Regions from separate parts of the Mus musculus genome. Here region 1 is linked to region 2. The links are chromatin contacts, called in public promoter capture Hi-C maps. All regions are on one chromosome and are shown on one strand. Each heading gives the region's core, a stretch centred on a gene start, on an enhancer-like site or on the middle of the called end of the contact. The rest is flanking DNA. Distances are from core to core; before and after follow the strand shown. Region 1 has its middle 22 kb from the start of Tank. Region 2 overlaps Gm33436 (a long non-coding RNA gene).

Region 1 (7,410 bases), core at 738-3,237, 860 kb after region 2:
ATATCTATCTGGATCATGTGACAAAGCTAAACTGACCCCTCATGTCCAGGAAAAAAAAAAAAAAAAAAAGAAGAGAGAGAGAAGAGAAAGAGACCTTTCTTTCAATCATACAATAAAGGTCTTAACAAGCTCTTTTAGGACACGCCCACACTGGCACTGACCCAAGTACCTCCCACTGGCCACACCTCCCAGGATTTCCCCCATTTTCTATTTGCACCATCCTGGGAACAAAGCGTCTTTTTAATACCTGGGCTTTGGCAGGGTGGAGTGTGGTGGGGAGACTCAGTACACATCATTCAAGATCCAAGCAGAGACTGAAAATCAGTACCAATCTCAAGCATACTGTGAATGTCATCCCATTAGTTCTCTGGGCAGTAAGCAGCACGCCATCCCAGAAGTCCACCTCCATGTCTGTTTGCCCATTCCCTCTTCCTTCTGCTACCCCAGGGTCCGCATTCATAGGCTCTAGTACATCTAAGGGATGACAAGCTTCTTTCCCGTCAGCTGAAGAAATGTCTGACGCTGGACAAAAAACAAAACAGTAACAATAACAAAAAACTCACATTTTTTTTTCCAGACTTTCTGGAACGTAAACCTCTCATCTCTGTCAAGTTGCCACAGACAGTTTTATCCAACGCAGGCTGCATAGATGAGCAGCCAACACAGTGTGAGGACCAAGAGTAGAAACAAGAGCCTGAATCTCTGTCAGGATTTATTTCTGCCATCTTTTAAGAGTTAGTGCTGCTTCCACTGGGCAGAGCTGAGCAGGGCTCATAGGGCCCTCCAGAGACTGAATCATGGGCCCCCCTCTGAGTACACATTACAGTTGTGTTCTTGTGGGACTCCAACCGTTGGGGTTATTTCTGACTCTTTTGCTTGTGCTTGGAACTCTTCGCTGATACTGGGTTGCCTTGTCCAGCCTTGACGTGAGACTTGTACCTAGTCTTATTATATTTTGTTTTGTTTTGTTTTGTTTTTTTCGAGACAGGGTTTCTCTGTGTAGTCCTGGCTGTCCTGGAACTCACTCTGTAGACCAGGCTGGCCTCAAACTCAGAAATCTACCTGCCTCTGCCTCCCAAGTGCTGGGATTAAAGGTGTACGCCACCACGCCCGGCTTATTATAATTTGTTATGCCGTGTTAGTTGATATCCCTGGGAGGCCTGCTCTTTGTTTTTGAAGGGAAACAGATGGGGAATGGATCTGGGGGAGAGAAAGGAGATGGGGGGAGGGCGGGAGGGGGAGGCACTTAGTTGTTAAGACCATTTGGTGCTTTTCTGCAAGACTGGAGTTTGATTCCCAGCATCCATGTCAAGTTGATGGTTCACAATGCCTTTTCTGGACATGGCCATGCACACACATGCGCACGCGAATGCACAAACACACAAATAAATATAAAATCTAAACACAGAAGGAAATAACTTGATAGAGAAGGCAAAACTATGTTTTAACTATGGTTTAAAATCAGCATCAATGACTGTTTTTAAAAAGGCTTTTCAATTCAAAAACTTGACTTGCAGATTGGTGACTAGTAGGCTCGCTGTGACAACGGAGACAGAGTGCTTCCTGTTGAGTGGACACAGTGGAACAAAGCCCATGGGCAAGTAAAGGCAAGGCAGTAAGAACAGAATTCACACAAGGGAGAAGCAAGAATAGGGCCCAGACTGTCCACTCAGGCTTGAGAACAGACCACTGAATTCCACAGTAAAATAGAAATAGTTCGAGAACACGGGTTATTAAAGTGTGGGAAACCTGCCAAAATCAGCAACACGAGATCAGATTTAGGTCATTATAAAAATGATGATCACAAAAGACCAGACGCAGGGGTTTTTGAATTAAGCAAAACCCCTTGTGTTGGACTTTCACTGGAGAGGAACCATAGTGACTTTAAATATACCTTTTGTAGGTCTTCTCTGTCCACCTTAGCCTACAAAAGCATTTTCATTTCGCAGTTCCGTTTCCCAGCCTGTGGGAACCACCCTGAGAGAATTACAAAAGTCTCAGGGCCTACACACCAAACTGGTCCAACCACTTGGGCTGAAGTAACTCCTTAAGAAAACATGTCCGTGCACCAAACGATCTTCTTCCATTTGTATGCATGGCTAGATTATGAATAGATGACTGAAGCATAAAGCAATACTAGCAAGATTTTTCTTACATTACGATGAGAGGCAACCTATTTCAAATATCATATGATTTGGGGGAGTATCAGACTTTTGGAACTGTACCTGAAAAAAAAATTACAGTTAATGTTTGTTTCTCCAACTTTAACTAATATAGCTAATTCACCTAAATAAGTGCTGTTGTTGAATGCTGGCATACCAGGATAAAGAGAAAAACTCAAGGGTGCCAGATACACATGTACTGTCCTTTTGCTCAAAGACCATCCTCTGCTGTTTGCTTTTCAAAGGGCTTGGGGTGGGGCTGAAACATTGAAATGCTTCTCCTTTGCAGTATGGGCAGCTACAGAGGCATAGAAATGAAACACAGCTTTTCTTTCTTTCTTCTCTTTTCCATTTGCTTCCTTTTCCTATCTTGTGGCTGGTGCCTGGACATTTGCCCCAAGCTGTAGTGTCTATGTATGGGAGGCTTCTAGGGAAACTTCAATACTATACCTGCTGACTGCTTCCCAATGAACCCCACAGGTACCCCTAAAGTTGACTTACCTGGCTCAGTCCCTCTCCACTTGGGAAGCAATCACTGCTGACCCAACGACATGTAGACCATTTTTGGTATGAAGGACCAAGAGCACTTCCTGCAGGTCTCTCCCCTCATTTGTTCCTTATTTGGATGCTCTTTTAGAGACCTGGGGTATTCTCATAAATTATTTTTGCTAACTCTTAGTAGAATACCACATCGAATAATTTGCCATACTAAAATGTCCTTCTCAAATTACCATATGGTTTCTGTCTCCTAGTTGGACACTGACTAATGTCAAGGGATGAAGGAGACCTTTATGCTAGAAGAACAAACTTTTAAATGATTACCTAAACCCGTGTGTGTGCGTGTGTGTGTGTGTGTATACATATATATATGCATATATATAGATATATCAGACATAATTTGACTCTCTGCCAGTTATCTATTTGAAGAGACTTGACTATAATAAAGGAAACAAAAATGAGCTATAAAGTTTAGAAAGACCATCATATTAAATCTTCAACCCAAAGAAAAACAAAAGTCTGAAGCAAACTAAAGCTTCAAGTCTGAGAGCTTTAATCAGCTACAGGATGTCAGTATTATTGTACCCTAATATCTTCTGGAGCCATCATTTTGCTGACTGGGCAGCAAGGCTAAGGGATCTTCCTGTCTCCAAATGACAGCACCATCTTCCTTTAAATATTTACTATTTTTAGTAATACTATTACTATTTGTATGTGGAGTGTGTGGTGTGGTGTTGGGTGTGTGAGTGGGGGGGGGGGTTGTGTGTGTGTGTGTGTGTGTGTGTTCATGTGTATATGAGGTTCCTAGCGTCTTTAGATTACAGAGTCACAAATGGTCAAACACTTTGGAGCTCAGATCTTTAATGCCCTACAAATCTGTCAGTACCATCAGTCAGCTTGATATTGAGAAAATCAATTCATCTCTTCATGTTTGTTTCCTCTTTGAGGTAAATGAATACAGCCAGGTTCAGCCAGAGAAGTAGCATACCCCATACATAATTACTCTGTCCATTTAGCTCTACTTGAGTCTTTCCCCTGGTAACAGTAACTTGTGATTATCTCAGATCAGGTACCTTACTAAATACAATCAAATTTAAAAGAGACCTAACTGATAAATTAAAGTACCCTGAAGTCACTCTGCAAGCTTCAGCTAGTTAGTCCTCCCAGCAGCGTCAGGGCATCAAACTAAACCGTTTTCCATGGTCAGCTCTCACACTTGAGTCTGACTTGTTTTATTAAAGTCCTCAAAGCACCCAGAGCCATGGTTTTCCTGTCTTGGCAGCTTTTCTCTACATCTTATTTCTCTCTTACTGCTGTTGTGCCTTAAAGATTACAAATAGGCTAGTGTATGTGTGTGTGTGTGTGTGTGTGTGTGTGTGTGTGTGTGTGTGTGTGTGTGTGTATTTTTTAATCTCATCATTTACTGAGAATTACAAGTATGAACTGTGAATCTTGCTAATACTAGATGCTCTGTAAGTACTAACTTGCCATGCTGTGTGTACTCAAATGGAAAATTATCAGTGACCTTCGGTATCTTGCAGCTGTTTCAACTTTATGACTTTATCAATCCAAGATAGAGATATCAAGGCATGCAAATTTGTTTTCTGTCATTTATAAACTCTGAAACTTTTTAATGGGAGCCAGTATTTCTAGTTTCTCCTGATATCTAAGCCCTTTTCTAGGTTTCTCAGCTTTGAAGGAAAATGCCTATGAGTCATTTCATTGGTGGTTCTCACTAACATCAGACAGGAGTTCCAGAGCACACATCAAAGTCAGAACATGCTGTAAACTAAATGGGTTGACACCTTAGGTCCTGAAAGAGATAGCAAACCGTCGTCTAATGCTTGAAACAGACTCGTCTCATTCCCTGATGGGATTCTGTCAACTTTCAGATTGCTAATGAAAACATAAGCAGTTCTTGTTCCCTGCAGTCTGGAAAAGCTGTCTGTAACAGATTAGAAATGAAAGAGAAGTTGAAGAACAGAAAAATCAGAACATACATTGCCATCTCCCTTAAGTAATGGTACTGTGCCCTCCAAGGCATCTTGGTTTTGTTAAACTGGCACTTGAGAAGAAACCATGAGCCTAAATTGCCCCTCCTGTTCTTTTTCTTTTTTAATTAGATATTTTCTTTATTTACATTCCAAATGTTATCCCCTTTCCTGGTTTCCACTCCAAAAACCCTCAATCCTTCCCCACACCCCCTGGTCACCAACTCACCCACTCCCTCTTCCTGGCCCTGGCATTCTCCTATACTGGGGCATAGAACCTTCACAGGACCAAGGGCCTCTTCTCTCATTGATGACCAACTAGGTCATCCTCTGCTACATATGCAGCTAGAGTCATGAGTCCCTCATTGAGTTTTCTTTGATTGGTGGTTTAGTCCCAGGGAGCTCTGGGGGTACTGGTTAGTTCATATTGTTGTTCCTTCTATGGGGCTGTAAACCCCTTCAGCTCCTTGGGTACTTTCTCTAGCTCCTTCACTGGGGACCCTATGCTCCATCCAATGGATGACTGTGAGCATCCACTTCTGTATTTGTCAGGCACTGGCAGAGCCTCTCAGGAGACAGCTATATCAGGCTAGCAGCTTTATTTATAATAGCCAGAAGCTGGAAAGAAGCCAGATGTCCCTCAACAGAGGAATGGATACAGAAAATGTGATACATTTACACAATGGAGTCCTACACAGCTATTAAAAACAATGAATTTATGAAATTTGTAGACAAATGGATAGATCTGGAGGGTATCATCCTGAGTGACGTAACCCAATCACAAAAGAACACACATGATATGCACTCACTGATAAGTGCACAGAATCTCAGAACACCCAAGATACAATTTGCAAAACACATGAAACTCAAGAAGAAGGAAGACCAAAGTGTGGATACTTCGATCCTTCTTAGAAGGGGGAACAAAATACTCATGGAAGGAGTTATAGAGACAAAGTTCGGTACAGAGACTGAAGGAATGACCATCCAGAGACTGCCCCACCTGGGGATCCATCCCATATACAACCACCAAACACAGACACTATCGTGGATGCCAGCAAGAGCCCCTCCAGTTTCTTTTTTTTTTAATGCAATAGCCAATTTTATTAAATATCAGATCACTTATACTTGGAAGGTAAGAGTCACATGAGTAAAGTGTCTAATCACAAGGGCAAATCACATGTGGCAGACAAGCCATACATGGTGGGTAAGTCACATATGACAAAAGCATGCTTTTCTATAGCAACACATAAACAAATAATAGTCAGTTATAATGAATAGTCTGAAGTAAACTCACTCTTATCTGCTATACCTGGAAGGGGCACAAAAGCATAATCCAAGAACAAGTCCATGTTTTTGAAGAAAATGAGGTCACAAGATTTTTGTCTTGGTTTCTTGGAGTTGTTTTTTTTTTCCATTTTTTATTAGGTATTTAGCTCATTTACATTTCCAATGCTATACCAAAAGTCCCCCATACCCACCCACCCCCCCTCCAGTTTCTAACCAGAACATCTACTCTGCATCACCCTACTTTCTCTTCACCTTTCTCCTACTTTATCCAACTGTACTATGATTACATGCCTGTGCCAAGACTGAACTTGCAGGTAGAGAGTAGATGTTGAAAGTGATATATTCTCAGTTCATTACTTTTTTGTAAATGGCATGAAGTAATCAAAAGTGGCAGGAAAAAAAAATCTGAATTTCTTTCACCTCCCCTCCAATTCTGTGCTGCTGTTGAATAATGGTCTCCATGTTCAAGTGCATGACAGTAGAGAAGTAGGCCTGCCAGCTTTGCTATGAGATACTTGTTAAAACCATGGACTATGGAGACACACATGAGGGCTTCTACATACAAGTAATTTGTACTCAATTAGGCTAGTTCATTTTTATACATCCATTTTTGTACCTGTAATATAGTACTTTCACCATGGGGTGCTTACAAAAATTGAATGAAGTGTTATATGCAAAGTGCTTGAAATTGTGTCAGGGCCACAGTAATTTTTTAAATTCCTCGTTGACTGAGGTTTTAATCCCTTCTCAAGGTTCCCAAACAACCATCATTTGTCATGTATTTGATTTATTTGTACAAAAAGAAGAAACTCGTTGCTTCCTGGAGTGAACCTACTTATCTTCTGAATACAAGAATGTTGTTTTCCTATAATAAACAAAATTTGTTTCCTAATTGCTCTTATCCACTAGCCTGAGGCCTACCTTGAAGAATTTAATTGATACTTGAATACAGTTGTTTTTTTTTTTTTCTCCATATTCTCTAAGGAAAGCATTTGCCTTTCCTGCAATCATGTGTTTATGACACGGATGAGTATTTAACAGTTTGTCTTTGCTCTCAAAGATCAGAAAGATGGGTCAGAACACAAAAATGTTGCTTCCTTTTTCTCTAAGGGAACTCCAAGGCCTTTATTAGTTTGGGGATGGCTTATTGCCTCCATATTACTGCCTCCAGGAAAACTCGTCAATTTTGTATGATTGCTCATAGATTAAATCTCATCGACCTTCCTAGTCACAATCAGTTTTCCTATTGTTTCTCTTCCTAAGATGGTAGAGACCAATAACTAGAGATCTTGTAATTGTTCCTATTAATTTATTATATATCACAGCATATTTTTTCCTTTAGATAGCCAATAATATCAGTTGTCAAATAAATGAGGATGGCTGAATGCTAGGGAACTTAAGACCCTAGTTTTATTGCCATTCTCAAAAAATAAATCTGAAGTACCTCTTAGCTGCTCAGTTGTGTACCTCAA
Region 2 (7,372 bases), core at 3,441-5,940:
TTCTTCCATCTGTCTGGTATAGCAGATGCCATTCAATTATTAGACCTCATCCTCCTGCTTGAAGTGTGTTCCCTGCCCCTGCCACCCAGAGGTCTACTCTTTCATAGATGTCTCAGTCCCCATCTCTATATGTGAATGCACTGACACACTGAGCTTGCCAGATCGACTGCATGCAAGATGGTACCTTTAGTGTCCTATGTGTTTAGTGACATCAGAGCTAGGAGGAAAGAAGCAGTGGGTAGCACCTAATAGCAGTGGCACTCTAATTGACCTGTGGATGTTGCTAACTCACAGCAGTGCGACTTTTTTCTTCCACAGGCAAGGTCTGCCAAGTCCTTTTTAGCCTGGCTTTGCCTTCTGCTCTTGATCACTTCCAGCAGCACCGAGAAGCTCCTTCTAATTCCTCTGTTATTAGTCCCCCTGCCTGAAGTGCTCACACTCCCACAACTAGCTAGACAGTCTCCTTGACATGAACTTAAATAACTTTTTCTGAGAACTGTAGCTAGTACTTCTCAAGGCGAGGTGTGTCTGGTGAGGGAAAGATTCCATCAAGAGTGTGTTCCACATGTTAAATGGTCTATGATGTTCTGGCATCATTAAGTTAGCACATAGATATTTTTTTAAACTTTCAAATCTGCAGAGTACAATTATATAAATTATATAATATTTTTATGAGTGATGAAGATGTACAAGAATGTTTGTGAAATACATAAGCTGAGAAATGATCTGCTGAAGGCATCATGGTGCACACACATAGAGCTGAGATAATACCCAACGGCATATAGCCACCATGGAAGTATAGTCACGTGTGTGTGTGTGTGTGTGTGTGTGTGTGTGTGTGTGTGTGTGTGTATGCTCTTTACACACTGGCCATTGCCCCAAATCCCACTCCACTTTCTATTCCTTATCAATCCCACTTTCTTAGTTAAGGTTTTACTGCTGTGAACAGACACCATGACCAAAGCTACTCTTATAAGGACAACATTTAATTGGGGCTGGCTTACAGGTTCAGAGGTTCAGTCTGTTATCATCAAGGTGGGAGCAGGCAGCATCTAGGCAGGCATGGTGCAGGAGCTGAGAGTTCTACATCTTCATCTGAAGGCTGCTAGTGAAAGACTTACTTCCAGGCTGCTAGGTTGAGGGAGGGTCTTAAGTGCACACCCACGGTGACACATGTTCTCCAACAAGGCTACACCTCCTAATAGTGCCACTCTCTGGGCCAAGCATATTCAAACCACCATATACACTATAGGCAGAGCAGGAGTCCACTAAATTCCCACAGCTACTAAGTGGCAAGTAAGGTCTTCACAGCCACAGATCTTTCCTTCTCAAGCTGCCTCCTGTAACCCTACTGTGATGGTGCAGGACACATGGACCCTTGTAATCACCGGCTGTTGCACAGTGCAGCAAGCTCTTTTCATACACCATCTCACTTAAAGTCCTCAGTCACCTTATGGAGCAAGTGTTGTAGTTGACATCTCAAATCTCCTTGATAGTCAGTAGTCTGTATCTACATTCTCTTTCCATTCCTGATAGCAATAAAACATTGTCGTAGGGCCCATCAGCACTCCTGGATACCTATTAAGACTTCCATATGACTAGTCCTTTGCCAGGATTCCTTTAAGAAGGAAGGATTGTGGGGAAAGACTTTTACTTAACAGCTCATCAGCACAGGATCAGTTTCAGTGTTTGGAGAGGGAAGGCATTATTCACCAGGGTGCATCAACATCAAGGTAGGTTTTATTTCCTCTTATTAACAAATGTGTGAGGACAGTACTAAAAGACTGAAGGGGTCTGTAATTTAGTACAAGTGAGATTCTTGAGCATGTGGAAGGAAAGCCTGTAACGGGGGTCATATGCTGAGAAAGGAACACTCCAAACAGAGCTGAATCTTTCTCGAAGTTGTGTAGACACTATCCCTCCCATACAAGTGAGTATTGCAATAGGAGACAGGATGGTGACCAAAGGAGTGTCTGCCATTTTCCTGTATTCTCAGAAGGATGAAGGTAGCTGCATCCAGGCTGACCAAGTCCGGGCTTAGAGGAGGTTTCTGTGGCTTGGATGTGGTATTTCTTTACAGGATCACGTGCCAGAACCTTGACTCCCCCAATTGTAAAGGTACTGAAAGATGAGAAATGCTTTAAGACACGGGGTCACAATCTGTTGGTGTCAGGAGCCTTTTGTTATTTCTCTGAAGCAGAGAAAAAAAGAGCAAGAAAAGGTCTGCCTGCCAGGCAGGGTCAAGGAAGGTCAGGGCCTGTTGGCAGATATCCTGACCTGCCAAGGCATGGAATGATAAGAGGAGGTGGACCTGAGGCCCAAGGTAAGGGGCCGAAGATTCTTAGTGGAAGGAACAGGGAGGTTTGGGGGATGGGAACAATGTCTTTTGTACATTTTAGCAAAATTGTTTCTATTAGCTTGTGGCTTTGCTTCCCAGAGTACTGAAGGCTATGAGAAATAGACTTGCTGCTGGTGTGGTAATGACCTACATCCCTCCCATAGCTGTCTCTTGCATCTTCTTTCTATCTTCCCTATAATCAGCCTGGCTCCTCGCTCAGAGGACTGTTCCACTTTGTACTGGCTAAGCCAGTACAGCTGGTTGCAACTGCTTTTAGAGGTTGACTAACATTTTTTGCAGGGGTCACATATCAGATATTCTGCATAGCAGATATTTACGTTACGATTCCTAACAGTAGCAAAATTATAGTTATGACATAGCAATGAAAATAATTTTGTGATTGGTGGTCATCCCAATATGAGGAACCGTATTAAAGAGTCACAGCATTAGGTGGGGCCAGGGGGACTATGATGTCATGGGACCTCATTTTGGGAAGGATTTATACTCTTTCCCGTAAGAGCCGACTAGTTCTCTAACAGGATTGGTCACCACAAGCGCAGCTGTTACCAAGGGATCCTGGTCCCCCTTCAGTCTTTCCCACCTCATGACTTCTCTTCTGCTGGCTTCGTCAGCATAAACTGAGTTGGGTGATGCTATCTACCAAGTTTTGAGGTCACCTAAGGTTCTTGCCTGAGCTAGGACTCTCAGCCTTCAAAGCTGTAAGCCACCACCACCACTTTTATTTTATAAAGCACTGGTCTCAGTTTGAGCAGTGTGAGAAGCTGAAGTGTGAAGTAGCTGGACCCCCTCGTTGTCTGTGTCTTTAGTACGAAGGCTGCTAAATGATGGTGGCATCCATGGCTAGGACATCGCCAGAGCACTTGTGGGTGGCAGAGCCCTCCCAGGTGTCTACATCACTCAGATGACAGAGAACCCCTCAAGGGGAAACAAACAGGGTCGCTTGGCTTGCCCTTCATCATGCTGAGCATCAGTACTGGCTCATGGACTCTCCCTCAAAAGTGGGTAGATAATTTTCAGCAGAGGAACCAACTGTTAATTCATGGGCAAATATCTGAATTGTGAAAACAGGGGAAACTTGCAAGACCTGGAAAACGATGTCAGCAGATGTTTAGCACGGATGTATGTGTCTGCCATCTCATGATTCCTGAGGGGCTTTGGGGTGGGAGCAGTGGGTACTGAGTCTCCTTTGGGAAACACATGGACCCAAAGTAAGGCTCAGTCCCCAGTGTAAGTTTGGAGGCACCTGGAAAGGACAAGGAGAAGCCAGGCCACGGAGCCCGCAGAGCCGGTCTGACCTGCAGTTCTCCTATTTCTGCCATGGCCTCTATTAGCCTTGGATTTTCACACTGCCCAGTTCATATATAAATAATAATTCAAAATATTTTTAAAGATCAACTGAAATGCTCACATAGACTGTAGGCTGTGGTGTGCTATAAAATATGAACTGCAGTTTATGAGATGGCTTTTATCTGAGTCAGGTCACCTGGGTTAGGCCCAGGACTCCAGGCGAACCACCTGTTGTTCCCCATCACCTCTCCAGATGTCAGCTGCAACAGCTGCACCCCTTATGTTCTTGTTGGTATCGGCTGTAACAGCTGCACCTCTTATGTTCGTTCATGTTGGTGTCGGCTGTAATGGCTGCACCTCCTATATTTGTGTTGGTGCCCTAGAAACAGCAGAAGCTGCAGAGTGGAAAAGTCATAGCTCTTAAGGATCTTAAGTAGTTTATAATCTTCCAAAGAGCAGCACACTTGTAGACAGACATTATACCTGAATTACAGGTCAGCTCAAACTGGGCAAGGGGGAGATGAAGAGGAAGTGGGTATAGGAGAAAGGGAGGCTGTGGAGGGATTCTAGCAGTCTGGTCAGAGCTCTCTCTCATGTGGTCCTGTAGTGGGCCAGTGGGTGGGAGGGAGTCCCTGAGAGATTGGAGAAAGGATGCTCCTGTGGAGGGCATTATTTGGTGGCAGGCTGTGGAAGTTCTCAGACAAGAGCTGCTTTGAAATCATGGAAACTGCAGGGTTGCCGTGCTGGGGCTTCTGAGTGGAAATTGAAATGGTTCTAGGACTATCAAGAATGGTCTTACAAAACTCTAGGAGGTGATCTGTAAATCATACTCCTTATAGGTTTGCATCATATTTATTAAGGCTGTCTTAGAGCAACTGAAAACTGAGTCTCCAGGAAGAAACTGACTCTTCTTTTCCATTCACCCAGGGTGTGTTCTATGGATTCAGTCCCTTTTGCCTGAACTCTGGCAGCACACACAGGTCTTGGTGATTAAGCAGAGCTCTTTCTTCTCTTTGTGGCACTACCCACCCATCTCAGAGGAAGAGGAAAGGACTGGTCATGTTCTTTCTCAGAAAGGAGTCCTGGTGACAGCTGGTCTCAGCCCGGTGGAGCCTGTCCGAACTCGCTTCCGGGAGAGGCTAACAAACCCTTCCCTTCCCTTAAGCCCTTCCAATAGCCTTGTTTCTTTGCTGCTTTCTTTGTGTTTCTTTTTAAAAGAACAAGATAACATAGCTTAAAAACCTATTTTTGAAAGGTGGCAAGACTCTCTGCAAAGAGAGTCCCCTTATTAGGCACCCTGCCTATGCTAAGTGTTTGTGTTCAGCAAGGAACCCAAACCAGGCCTTTCCTGAAGCTTCCAGGCTGAAGGGAAACCCCACGCCTTCAGGAAAGGAAGTGAGGTCATGTTGAAGAGATGTTCTCACACCAGAAAGGGGAATTCTGAAGAAAGTCACCTGCAGATAAGGTGGATAAGACAGCTTTTTCCTCTCAAGGGTGTGTTTCTCCTGGTACTCTGGTCTTGCTTCCTCATCGTTCAGCATCACAGAGCCTTCGTACTCAGGACACCTGGCTCTTCTGTTGCCCTGCCTTAAGGCACTGCCTGAGACCAGGGACTGCCTGTTCAGTCATTACACCTAGCACTTAGCACACCGCCCTGCACATAGATCAGGGGATGAGTGACTTGCAGGGTTTATCCACACATAGCAGGGCTCTCTTACAGATAATGGGTGAATTTAGATACACAAGACACACAGAGGCCTGTGGGGTAGTGGTGGTGGTTGTTTTGTTGTTGTTTGTCCGGTGTTTTGGGTTTGTTTGTTTTGTTTTGTTTTAAAGTATTGGCTCATCCAATTCTTGAGGCTGGCCAATCCAAACTCCTTAGGGGCCTAGAAAGCTTGGAATACCAGGGCTAGTGCTATGGATTTGAGTCTGGATTTCTTTTTTTGCTTTAAAGGCCTGAGCTGATTGAAGGAATGTGAGCCAGCCAGGCTATCAAGAGCAATCTTTAAAACTAGCTGATAGCAGATGTCAGTAACAGCTACACAGTACCTCTCAGGAATATCTGGATCAGGGTTTAAAGAAATAACTGGGTGTTCTGGCCCAGCCGAGTGAACACATTAAGCTAAGAATCATGCCCTGTGTCACAAAAAACACTACCAACAAACAGCCCAGTCCTGAGCAGATACCACACCAAAGTGCTAAGGAACAGAATAACAGGGCTCACACCATGCCACTTCCAGCATCCTGCGGGCCATCAGAACACCACCAGCACCTTCCTCCACCTCTCTCAACACCCACCCCTCACACACAGAGACTTCTCTAATCGGAGAAACAGTCCAGTAGACAGAGCATGTTACAAACTTCTATTTTGGATGAGATGAGTAACTTAAGAACACATCTGAGGTCGGCCAGGTTAACCTTCAACCTTAGTTGCCTGCAGAAAGAGTTTAAAATACTTTCAATAACTGGGCTGTGAAATGACCCAAGTGTCTTTTTGACTACATATGTCAAAACACCCCAGGCAATTTGGGTCGTTGGGGAAAACCGTGCAAGACAGCTACTCGCCTCATTGTCAGAGGGTTCCAAATGCCAATCAAATACCCTGGTCAGTCTAGATCTAGCTTTGAGGTCCTTTGGATAAATTCCTCCAAGAAACTGATGGAGAAGACAGATAAGTGTTTTGGCTCTGGGTTGTCTGCTGCCTTGGTGGTGATAAATATGCTCCGGCTGGGCTTGGGCTGAGTTAGGCGCAGTCTATTTCTAGAGTGGTAACATTGTATCCTGGTTGTTTCCCCAGCAGGTGCACGTGGACAGAAAGCATCTGTTCCCTTGAACAGCACTGGTGGCTTTTCTGAGGTTACTGTCCTTCCGTGCTCTTCCCAACATTATGTGTGCTCTAATAAAAGACTGGCCTCCTGGCCACAGTGCTCACCCAACAGTCGTATTACTGCATTTGTACACCTCTTGTTCTCTAGTTCAAATCATACAGGCAGATGCCAGTGTCCCTGCATTTCTACACCACATGGTCAGAGCCATAAACAAGACTCCAAAGCTGGGCCTGGAGTCTGATGCTGCATCTGCTGCTGGGTTTGGGGACCCAGAGAAGCTGAGGAGGGCTAACAGAAAAGCAGTGTGGCTGTGTGTCTGCCCTGTCTGTCAGTGTCTGAGTAGTGGGAAAACTGCTTCAAACCTGTCTAGAAAGACACCCCTGTATTTCAGGAGGCTGGGATCCAAAGGCTCACAGAAAAAAAAAATACTATTTGTACCTTACCTGCTTCCACATTGCTTCCTGTTGATGTTGTGGGCATTTATTACCTTGCAACTGAAAAGGACCCTAGCTTTTAGTATCAATATATCACTGTGAATTTAAGTTATAAACTAGAAACACAATGTATTTATTATCAGTGTTACACTGCAAGAGAACTCACTGGCCCTAACATGGGAGTATCTCTTGACCCACTACACATACTCTTTAAGAGAGTAGGTGACTCAGAGCTTTCAACTATTGTGGTAGCTAGTGTTTGAAAGATCTACCTGTGGGGGGGGGGCACCCCCCCCCCCCCCAGAGCACTATTAACCTCTTGATAACTCTGTGTTAGAAAATCTAGCATATGACCACACTTCTGCCCGATTGGGGCTGGGGTGGGTGTTAGATGGTAGTGGCCATCTGAGTGTACAGTTGCCAACGAGATGATGTAGCCAGGGGCTGACACAGTACTTAATTAC

The links. Promoter capture Hi-C pulls out the DNA fragments that hold promoters and counts their contacts.
Region 1: a contact with region 2 is called in a promoter capture Hi-C map of liver, with 4 times the contacts expected there. The contact joins two enhancer-like sites. A contact is called at or near these places in 13 of 39 promoter capture datasets (the 3T3-L1 cell line, 3T3-L1-derived adipocytes, the C10 cell line and 7 more) and 2 of 9 other capture datasets (adipose tissue and macrophages).

The regions. Positions count from the first base shown.
Region 1 is chr2:61,567,369-61,574,778 of GRCm38.p6, forward strand. No RefSeq gene overlaps it. Among named protein-coding and RNA genes, the nearest start is that of Tank, 22 kb to the right of the region's middle. Within about 2 kb of position 1,988, at least 5 of the 459 cell types and tissues checked have an H3K27ac peak or open chromatin away from gene starts, as enhancers often do.
Region 2 is chr2:60,706,606-60,713,977 of GRCm38.p6, forward strand. The region is part of intron 2 of Gm33436 (a long non-coding RNA gene); the gene reads left to right. It also overlaps a transcript of Itgb6 not described here. Among named protein-coding and RNA genes, the nearest start is that of Gm33436, 18 kb to the left of the region's middle. Within about 2 kb of position 4,691, at least 36 of the 459 cell types and tissues checked have an H3K27ac peak or open chromatin away from gene starts, as enhancers often do.